Regions from separate parts of the Hordeum vulgare genome. Here region 2 is linked to region 1. Evidence: chromatin contacts called from public Hi-C data. All regions are on one chromosome and are shown on one strand. The core of a region is the stretch at or near the end of the contact, and the rest is flanking DNA. Distances in the headings are between cores, read along the strand shown. Region 1 holds the start of LOC123446576 (senescence associated gene 20-like). Region 2 has its middle 120 kb from the start of LOC123450598.

Region 1 (5,306 bases), core at 470-2,969:
ATCAAAAAGCTTATGTGCGTCTGGTGTGGCCAGTGAAATCCTGAACTTTTCTCAGATGAAGTAAAGTATAACTTGTTGGATTTTCTTAAGTCTGCTCCTTTATACTAAAGGTGCTGAAAGCCTGAAGTGCTCTCCAACAGCAAGTTCAGATGCCCCAGTTTGCAAGCAAAGGCAAGGCCCCAGGAAAAGAAAAGAAGAAGATCCAAAACGAAAACCCAGACGTTTTTTTTTTTTTTGTGGGTCAACCACCTTTTACACGTCAGAAATAATTGGAAACGGACAGTTCAGTTGGAAAAGAAAAGAGGAAATTCCAGACTTGTTGTGTTCCTCAAGTGCCATCGGGAATCCAGCAAACTTCACATCAAGGATTTGTTTGGTGTGTGCTACGTTGAAAGCAACACCCTGAACTTTTCCCGCCGGGATGCGGGAGACTTTCCGTTACTCTGGTATGAATCTCTGCATCCGTGTACTCGGTTTATCCAGACTTTTGTTTTCGTGCATGCTTTGATTTGTCCCCAACGTATGCATTTTTTGCCAAGAATACATGAGAGGTGCCACTCTTACGGAAACAACAATTGCTGACTCAATTAGTTTTCAATCTGTGGTGAAATAAAATTAAACAGGAGTCACTCGCTTCATTTGAAGACCGGACCGGTCACTCATGGCACCAAGGAAACAGGAAAGACAGAAAAAAAGAAATGGAGGTGACTCATCACACATTGCTTAAGGGTCCAATACATTATACTTTTATTCAGCCGCAATAGCAAGCCATTGCCGCAGTAGTAGTACACATCATAATCCATGATTTAGACCAAATAAATCACACTGGTAATCAAGCACGCAAAGCGATAGTGGTTGTGGTGGAAGTGTGGGATCCCTGATTACTCTACTCGCACGCAGGTCGCAGGCAGTTGAGTTCAGCAGCCCATACGCCAAGACCTTAACTTGCAGCTTACTCAATGGTAGGCTCTGTTCTTAGATGGCGAGGACGAGGCCCGGCAGCGACTTGCGCGCGCGGTCGGTGCGGCGGCTCTGCCACAAGCACTTGGGCCACTTGGGTGTGTGCGCCGGCGAGGAGAGGCCCGAGGACGTAGACGAGGAGGGGGAGGAAGAGGTAGAAGAAGATGAGGAGTGGGTAGGAGAGCTCGCGCTGGCGTTCTTGGTGGCCGCCGCGGCGGAGAGGCGTGTGACGGTGAGGTCGGTGTTGAAGTACTCCCTGAGCTGGGTGATCACCCCATCGGGCCCGACGGTCCAGGCGTGCACCCAGTAGAGGAGCTGGCCGGCGCCGTCGGCGCTCCCCTCGGCGACGACGGTGGAGCCGAAGGCGTCGACGGAGCGAGGGCAGAACCTGAACTCGTCGTTGGTGCCGGCGCCGGTGAGGAGGCGCATCATGTGCTGGTGCGCGGGCGGGCCATGGAACCACCACTCGAGGTCCGGGGCCAGCAGGTCCTGCGCCCGGCGCGCGTCGCGGGCGTTGAGCGCCTCGTAGAGGCGCAGCACGAGGAACTTGCCGCGCTGCTCCTCCGTCTCCCCACCGCCGGCCAGCTCCGCGTCCGTGTCGTGCGGCGCCGGCGCCGCCGCGTGGGGCTGCTGATGGTTAGCCAGCTCCTGCCGCGAAGCCCCCGCGTAGGCTCCGGTCTCCGCCGCTTCAAGAAGAGGAAGAAGCCTGTTGAGAAGCGAGGCGATGGATTGTGATTGAGAGCTTGGAGGTGGAAGCGGGAGAGAGGGGTGAAGGGTTTAGCGGCGCGCGGAGCAGCTTTTATAGGCCGCGCGCGCTGCTACTGCTAGCCTATCCTGGGGCGCGTTTTTGAAGCGTGGCTATTAGCGACTCTCTGTCATGCTAACTTCTGTCGTCGTGGCCAAGTTTTAGGAACCGTAACATGCGTGGTTTTTTTCCGGCTTAGTGCAAGATAGGGTGCAAACGCTAGCTGCGTGAAGTCCGTGTCTGGGTGCGATGGAGTACTTCATTGTGGAGTCCAGACTCCAGAGGACCATTGGACAAGACTGCAATAGTTGGCCAGTTGTAATCCATTATCCATAATGTTGTACAACAACCACTGTTGCGTAACAATCTGCGGGTACAAGCTTCGACGGTGGAGAAATAACAAAATAAAATGGTGAGCCTTGCTTGCTGCCTTGAAAGAAAACAAAATCACCGCGCACAAAATGCAAACAAATACTCCGTGAGCCGTCACTTGTCAGAAGGCAGAGGCCCCGCCTCCGGGGCGGTGAACTTCGTGGTAGCTGTCGCTCGCTCGGTAGCCACGAGCAGAGGTCGGTGTCTCAGGGAAGGACCGAGGAAAGTGATCCTTTTTCGAAGGATGGGTGATCGCTCGCGCGCGTGTCCTGTGTCTGGTAGTACCGTGCGCGCGGCACCATTTGCACCCATCAGTCCGATCCGATCCGATCCGATCCGATCCAATCCAATCCCTGCGCTTGCATCTTGAGTAGGGGGTATACGCACGCACGTACGCTCTGGCATGCATGCATGATACGTACTGTACTACGGCATGGCACAGTAGGAGCAGTACAATACTCGCAATAATGCGGCGTCTTTTAGGCAGCATGGTTTGTCGTCTGCCGGGGGCGTGGCAATCGGGGGAGGCCCGGGCAGAGACGTCAGTCGCCACCGGACTGGCCGAGAGCACGTACCGGCAGTATCACCGCACCAGGGAATAATGAATTCTGTTGGAGGAAAGGAGGAGGAGCAAAAGAGTATTAAAAGCACCGAGTTCGATACATTGGTTGGTTGGTGCGTGCTCATGATGCAGCAAAATCTTCAGGCTTTGTTTGGTAGAAGTGAATTTGGGAGGTTTGAAGAGGAGGGGATTTAAGGAGATTTGGTGAATCCCTTTCTTTCACCCAATTCTTTTAAACCTTTGGGGTTTTGCTTCCATCAGTCTCTGAAAAAGATCCTGAAACACATTAATAGAAAGGGATTAAAGGGAAACGGAAGGGATTCGGTTAAGCAAACCCCTCTTATCAAATAAACGTCCGAGGTTTTGTGGGGTTTTTGACCCTTTCAAGGATTTTCCTCTCAAAACCTGTTAAATCTCTTCGTGCCAAACGAGGCCTCAGGCGGAGAATGGGTATACTACAACTCCAGTTAGACGAGCACCACGTCTGGGCATGCATGGATAGCTCTCGGAGCATTTGCTTACAGCCAAATGTACAAACAGTAGTCAAAGTAGTTCTTTGACTGTTCTTCCTCTTCTTACCACGCAAGTAGCCAAGTAGACATCCATCTCAGCGTGGCAGTAGCACAAATCAAACCACCCACTAGCCCGCTTTCGTTCTTTGCTTACCTTTGGCCTTTCACCTCGCCAGCGCTCACCTTCACCGTGTCCGTGTGGATAATCAACATGATCTGATCTGGACTCTAATTTGCCACGTCAACTCTGCTCTTGTACTGATAAAAATATTTTTTTAAACAAGGTACTGATATAGATATTTGGGTATCAAAACCATCTACAAAGACTAGATAAATTCGGCCTCCTATATATCCGAGAACGCATTTGGATATTTCGTTCCCCCGTTCATATATCTTAAGTTCGGACTCTTAAATCCATGCAAAATCATGCGCGTCGATCACACAAACCATTATCGCATATAAATAACAAATGTTGGCATCGAATATAAATAGCGTTGACATAAAATTTATTTTAAATGTACAATCAAACATCCGTTCTTTGGTTTTCATAGTAAAGATGTTCGTGCGTTGCAACGAAGAAAAATGCATGGATAGCTCTCGGAGCATTTGCTTACACTACTCATAATAGAGAGTAACATAGTACTCTACTTCCTCCGTCACGGTTTAGAGAATGTTTGGATACGTTTTAGTCTCATGACTAAAAGTAGTGGGACTAAAACTTGTTAGCCTCACCCATGCTTGGATCCAAATACTAAAGAAACTAAAATCAAATAAATGAGCATTTATTATCCTTCAAACCCTCCAATCAAAAACTCGCATGTGTTAAAAGAGAGGAGTTAAATGAGGAGAGAGAGAGGACTAATCCACATTTTAGTAGGGGTACCACTGACTAAAAGATTTTAGCCTCAAGACTAGTTTTAGCCTCTTTTTAGTCAGGGGTGCTTGAAACTTATTTTTAGTCAGACTAGTGTTAGTCCCTTGGATCCAAGCACCCTCTTAGAAGGCACGGTTAAACTTACATGCGTTTTCAAAATAGATAAAATTTAAGGCACGAAAGCAATTACTCTTATTAATTAGTACTAGTACTACTTATGCATACGCCCTTCCAATTTGCTGCTCACGCATTAGTACTACTAGTATTTTCTCAGTTGATTAGGCGCATTAGCATCTACACCTGCTACATCTCACAACCAATAGGTGACTACCTTGGTTCCAGAGATTTTCCAAGCGTGTCTTCTAAACCGTGATGGAGGGAGTAACATACATACTCCCTCCGTCCGGTAATAAGTGTACTTTTTTTCTTTTCGGCCAGTCAAACTAGTTAAACTTTGACTAACTTTATTAAAAAAGTGCTAACATTTATGACATTAAATTAGTATCAATAGATTTGTCTTTACGTGACGTTTCTAAATATATCATTTTCATGCCATATATGTTGCTATTTTCTATAAAGTTGGTCAAATTTTAAAAAGTTTGACTAAGTACTAATCTATATGTACACTTATTTGTGGACGGAGAGAGTATGTTACTAGTCTAAGTTAATACCTTCATAATGGATAGTAACATAGAGGTACTCCCTTCGTCACCATTTAGAAGACACGGTTAAGTTTGCGTGCATTTCCACAACACACAGGGTTTAAGGCGCATTGCATTTACTCCGAGCAGTTAATTAGTACTTCGTTGTACTACTTCTATATGCATATGTAGTGTGAATGCTATTTTTCAACTCATTTTACAGCCAATCAATAAGAACATAGGTTCTAGAGAATTTTCATGCACGCCTTCTAAACCATGACAGAGGAAGTAGTAACATTGAGCCTTTCATTTATGAGCCTATAGACTTATCTTGCCTCGGTATCCGCTATGTTACTTCTACTACGGCTGTCCATAGTGGGGAGTAACATATAGTATTATCATGCATATGTTACTATTGTATGATACTACCTTCATAGTGCATTATATCATAAACTACTCCCTCCGTCACGGTTTAGAAGGCACGCTTGCAAATCTCTAGGACCAAGGTAGTCACCGATTGGTTGTGAGATGTAGCAGGTGTGAGATGCTAATGCGCCTAATCAACTGAGAAAATACTAGTATTAATGTGTGAGCATCAAATTGAAAGGGCGCATGCATGACTAATGCTAGTACTAATTAA
Region 2 (5,291 bases), core at 251-2,750, 230 kb before region 1:
GTCGGAAAAGGTCTTTGCCGACACAAAGTGTGTCGCCTTAGGTGACTTATGCCGACAGATTGTTTGACGCTGTTTTGAGTGTCGAGGTGTAGTGCATGTAAAATGAAAATTAACTATCATGAGGAATGAGGAGCTCCTTACACGTATGGTGACTAATATATTTGGAATATTTTTTTTTATTACACACCCTATGTACGTGGTTGGAAAGAGTAACGAGCTATGCACGCACACAATTACTACTAGTGGTGTTAAAAAACGATTTTTTCTCATTCTTGTAAACTTTCATGTGTACAACTAGGTGTTAATTTTCTTCACCACTTTTTATTATGTTAAAAAACAGATAAAAACAGAAGATACACTGATCATACAAACTTACACATATCCCTTTTTATTTATTTATTGAGAACAGATTCCAGTTTTGTTACCATAACGTAGCACTGTGCTTTTTCTTCATCTGCGGGAACTCAACAGTGGCAAAGTTTTCTTCGACCGGCAGAAGTTGATCCGGCGATCAAACTAGCATTTGGTTACCACACCCTAACGGACACCAGTGTAACAGAAAGGGGACGAATCGATTCTGTAGATGAAATCTCTCCAGATGATGACTAACTAATGACTAATAAGCACGCAGAGCTAATGTGCAATTGATAGAGTCTGGATACATATAAAAAAAAAAGAGTCTTAATAGACTAAGAGACGACGTATGCTTCACCTTTTGTCGAACGCATATATGCTCCAACTGGTCAGCGAGGAACCGCGGAAAGGCGTGAAATGACGCGATCCATGCGTGCAGATAAGCAACGGGTGTTCAACTAGTATTTATAATCTCTTGATGAGCAGTGGATCACTTGCCGCCGCGTACGGCGTAGAGGCAAATATGCTCCGTTTCCACCAGAAATGTTCGAGCACCGACCGGATGTCACTCCATTTTATTTTTTGAAACAAGAATGTCACTCCATTTTACACGTCAGGTGAATATGGTTTATAAGTACATTTTTGTTCTAAACTTCTTCTTTTGCTCCCTCGTGTTTATCGTTCTCGCTTGACAAAAGGGCGTCAAATTATGTATGCATAGCGGTTAACCTATCTACTTATCCAAGAACATATCCGGCACTAGCAAGCACAGAAATTCCAGCAAGCATATATGCGCCGGGTTATCCTAATTCACAACCTAGGCCGAACTGTGGAAATTCCTTGGTGAGGGATGCGGTGAGACGTCAGACGGACCTTTTTGCCGCAAAAGAAAAGTCGTTGGTGGCTTCGTTGCAAGTTCGGTTTTCGGTTGAAAAGTTTGTTCGAATTTGGCGCTACGCTTGCATTCCGCGCAAGAAAAGAAAAGAAACCCGAGCGGAACCATCGGGGAACCGGCGGACAGTTCCCTGGAGAAGCTGATTCGCTGTCGGTGTCGTGTGGTGAGCGGCGAGAGCACGGCCGAACGATGACAAAGCCGCTGAATTCCTGTTGGATGATGCTGGGAATTTGGGCCCCTGTCCTCAGATTTGGTGCCACCAACCAACCAACGTCAATTCAGTTGGAGCTTTGCCGTGATGAACAATCTTCAGGCCCATTGTTAAGCCGTGCTCCAAGTAGTAGTACGTACGCCGATGTGGCTGGCTGATCAGGACAGCAGGTTGCGTTTGGGTGTGTCCACTCTGGGCGGGCATCTGTTTTGGATACCGTGGCTAAAACAATTGCAACAAGACCATACAAATACAGTACTCAAGGACAGGAGCCGCACTTGGCTTTACAGCTGTTAATTGCAGAGGTCGTTTCGTCAAATCGTTGTCGTCTCAAGGACAGGAGAGGCAGAGTATGGAGCCTGTCCTGAAAGTTTTCGCACGGCGGCCAGAAAGATGGGAGATTATTCTACTTGTCCTCTTGCAGTATCGGAATCAAAAGCCGCAGCCTGATTCCGTTTCGAAAGAAGAAAAAAAGCCGCAGCCTGATTGGCTCCACGAACCATATAACGAGCGAGTGACAGACAGACGGTGTATGCTGATTTTGATTTGATGATGGGCCTATTGCTGCTTTCCCTCGTAAGTCGTACTACTACTACTATTGTCATTTCTAACCGTTTTGAGCAAGCTGGATCGCTCAAGAAGTCAAGAGTTGCAGAATTCGTGATGCATGTTGGAACTGGCGAAATATATAAGATCGTTCGAGAGAGTCCGAGACAGAAGCGACAGGGGAAGGGGATAACCAATGTGCCTAAGTACTGTGCTACTCCCTTCGTTCTTAAATATAAGACCTTGTAGAGATTGCACTATGAACTATATACGGATGTATATAGACATATTTTAAAATATAGATTTACTCATTTTGTTTCGTATGAAGTCTATAATGAAATTTGTATAAGGTCTTATATTTAGGAATGGAGGGAGTAGTACGTATTTGATGGTGAGTAGTCTACGTAACGGCCGGGAGGCGAGGCAGCATGGACGGGCAATGGTTGGACACTCGACACGGCGATACACAGGCACCACGGCCACAGTTCCTCTCGTCAGTCACCCACTGTGCCACCCTACAGTGCTCTATCTTTCTGCCACCGCTGGAACAGTGCCTTGATACGTAGCATAGCATACGTAGCTACTCCTACTTGCTTATCTTGAGCAACAATAATGGGCGTTGCCTGCTTCATGATATGGTGCCCTCGCTCGGGCCTGCACGTACGTGCTGTTACTGGCTCACTGCTCAGCAATTGCCCTCTTTTTACTGGCTACAAGTACCAGTAGTAGCCCTTGATAGACAAAACTCTTTGTGCACATACTCTATGACCCTATTTGGATCCATGAGTTAGAGTTAGAGTTGGTTAGATTGGACCAATCTAACCCCTAAACATCCAAACAGGAAGGTTAGAGTTGGTTACATGCATCTAACCCATCCAAAAAAGCTAACCCACCTAAGAGATACTTATTTGGGTTAGAGTTGGGTTGGGCCCATAAAAAGTTACTTTTCTCTCTACCTCCACCACACCAAATCATTGATAAAGGAGTCAAATGATTGGAAAAGGTGCATTTATTGACAATCTAACCCTTTCATCCAAACACCTCTTTGGTTAGAGTTAGTTTAGGGTTAGTCCAGGGTTAGAATCTAACTCTAACCTCTAACCGAGTTAGAGTATCCAAACAGGGCCTATGATTGAAACTGATGGAGCGCATACGGTGGCTAGGACAGGTGTCAAGGCTCAGCAGCACAAATCATTGTGCCTAGCTCTAGTCGAGAAGCTGGATGCTACGTGTCTCCTATCTGCGAGTTATCCCGGTATGTCTGAGTTTTTCCTTTTCTTGAAACAACACATTGTATTCCATTACGCCAAAGGGCAAAATAGTTGGAGCAGTGCTACACGTACAGGAATTTTACACGAGTTTTACGGGCTGAGCTAAGGTGGAATGTATTGATTGGTGATCAAGATAAAGCGGGCCCCACCCCAAGAATCAGGGGAGGAGATTAGTGAGGAGAAAGACCAGTCCGTAAAACTCCTGTAAAAAGTTTCCGTACATGTAGCATTTTTGAAATAGTTGCTACTCCCATTCTTGGGGTACTTGTAGTACGCCAAGTTCAAAAAGAAAATTCTTAAATGTTTATAAAAAATATGAATGTTCACAAGAAATGTGGCTACAACCCCTAGAAATTGTAGGTCCAAACTCGAAATGTACACTGAGAAACAAAAATGTCATATTCTGATGTAACCATTGTCAATGAGGATTTTGTCGTTTTTACGCTATTCATGCTAGATTTCACTATTTGTCTCTTAACATGCATTTCGAGTTTGGGCCTAAATTTGTTAGGGATTCCAGTTACATTTCTTGCGAACATTCACATTTCTTCCAGAATTTTTGAAAACATTTATGAATACTTTTTTGAACTTGAAGCATGTGGTGTAACCCAGGGATGAGAGTACCTGATACTTCCCCTGTAATGGAATATGTCACTGCAACAAGGCTATGTATTGTCCGTAGCATAACGTAATAACTTGCACGCGAGTTTTTGTCCTGACTTTTTTCACTGTGTTGCATCGGTTTTCTTTAATTTATCTTCGGGTTTTCCTTTGGTTTTCTGGTTTCTTTTTATCTTTTTCTTCACTTTCCACTGTTTTATTCGGATGTTTGTTTTTATTTTTATTTATCTTTTGTTTATTTTTGTTAACACATGTCTATTCTTTTCATAACTAGTGTTCATTATTTCTATTTCATGATCAATTGTTTTTACACACGTTTAAATTTTTGTCAAATACACGATTAACACTTTTTCAAATGTATGTTTTAGTGTCTACTTATTATACACACTTGAATATTCTCGTAAACAACATAAATAAATATACACAGTTAACATTTTTCAAATATGTGTTAAACATTTTTGAAGTGCATGTTGAAACAAAGTTTTTAGTGATACAAAATAATTTATAGAAGTATGTTGTATACATTTAAAAAGAATGTTACAAACATAATTTTCACATGCGTGAACATTTTTAAAAGATGTAACATGCATTTTTTGAAGTGCGTGAAATATTTGTTTGAATTACACATTTTCTTACATTGAGTAGCTTTTTTAATGTCACGTTTTTTAGATGCATTTTTTTAAATGTCACATACATTGTGTTTTAATGGCACAAATATTTTGCAAAAAGTTGAGCGAACATTTTTTAACATTGCATGAATATTTTTAAAATGTGTGATGACCACTTTTGAAGAACCAATTTTTTTTATATATATGACAAATGTGTGCGCGTGTGTGTGAAAGTAAAACAGACAGCAAACTTATGGGACATTCGGCGAACAAAAACTTTTGGGACATTCGCCGAACAAAAACATATGGAGCATTCGACGAAATCACATGGCTAGTGCGTCAATCTGCTATTGGCTTGTGTAGACGAGATCGGCTTCTCTCACATGCAAACCAACGCATATACGTAGCCAGCTCCCCTAGAGGGGTTCTTTTCTGCTTGTAGGGTGATGGGGCCAACCCTATTTGGTGTGTAGGCCGCTGGTTCAACTATGTCCTTTTCGATTTTGGGATGTGTTTAGAGTCTTCCCGAACCGTTTTTGTCTTTCTTTTTTGAGTGGTTTTCTTTTCTGGTTTTCTACTATTTCATGATCTGTTTTCCATTATTATTTTATTTTATTTATTTTTCTTTTTTATTTTGCGAACATTTTCTTCAAACTCATAAATATTGTTTTGATATCGTGACCAACTTTTGAAATCATGAAGTTCTCAGAATTTGTGATTTTTATTAAAACAAAGCAGCAATATTTGTCATAAATCATGAATATTTCTGGAATTAGTGGACATCT

What was found. A called contact is a pair of places that touch in the nucleus more often than the background predicts.
Region 2: a contact with region 1 is called in a Hi-C map of seedling, with 4 times the contacts expected there. The contact joins the enhancer-like site here to the promoter of LOC123446576 in region 1. A contact is called at or near these places in 2 of 6 Hi-C or Micro-C datasets (leaf and seedling).

What each region holds. Positions count from the first base shown.
Region 1 is chr4H:440,929,987-440,935,292 of MorexV3_pseudomolecules_assembly, reverse strand. LOC123446576 (senescence associated gene 20-like) reads right to left here and starts at 1,719. Exons shown (of 1, transcript XM_045123152.1): 1 at 724-1,719. The coding sequence starts at 1,392. The coding sequence ends at 976.
Region 2 is chr4H:441,158,325-441,163,615 of MorexV3_pseudomolecules_assembly, reverse strand. No RefSeq gene overlaps it. Among protein-coding and RNA genes, the nearest start is that of LOC123450598, 120 kb to the left of the region's middle. Within about 2 kb of position 1,500, at least 3 of the 3 cell types and tissues checked have open chromatin away from gene starts, as enhancers often do. A contact at or near this core is called in leaf and seedling, where this site is marked.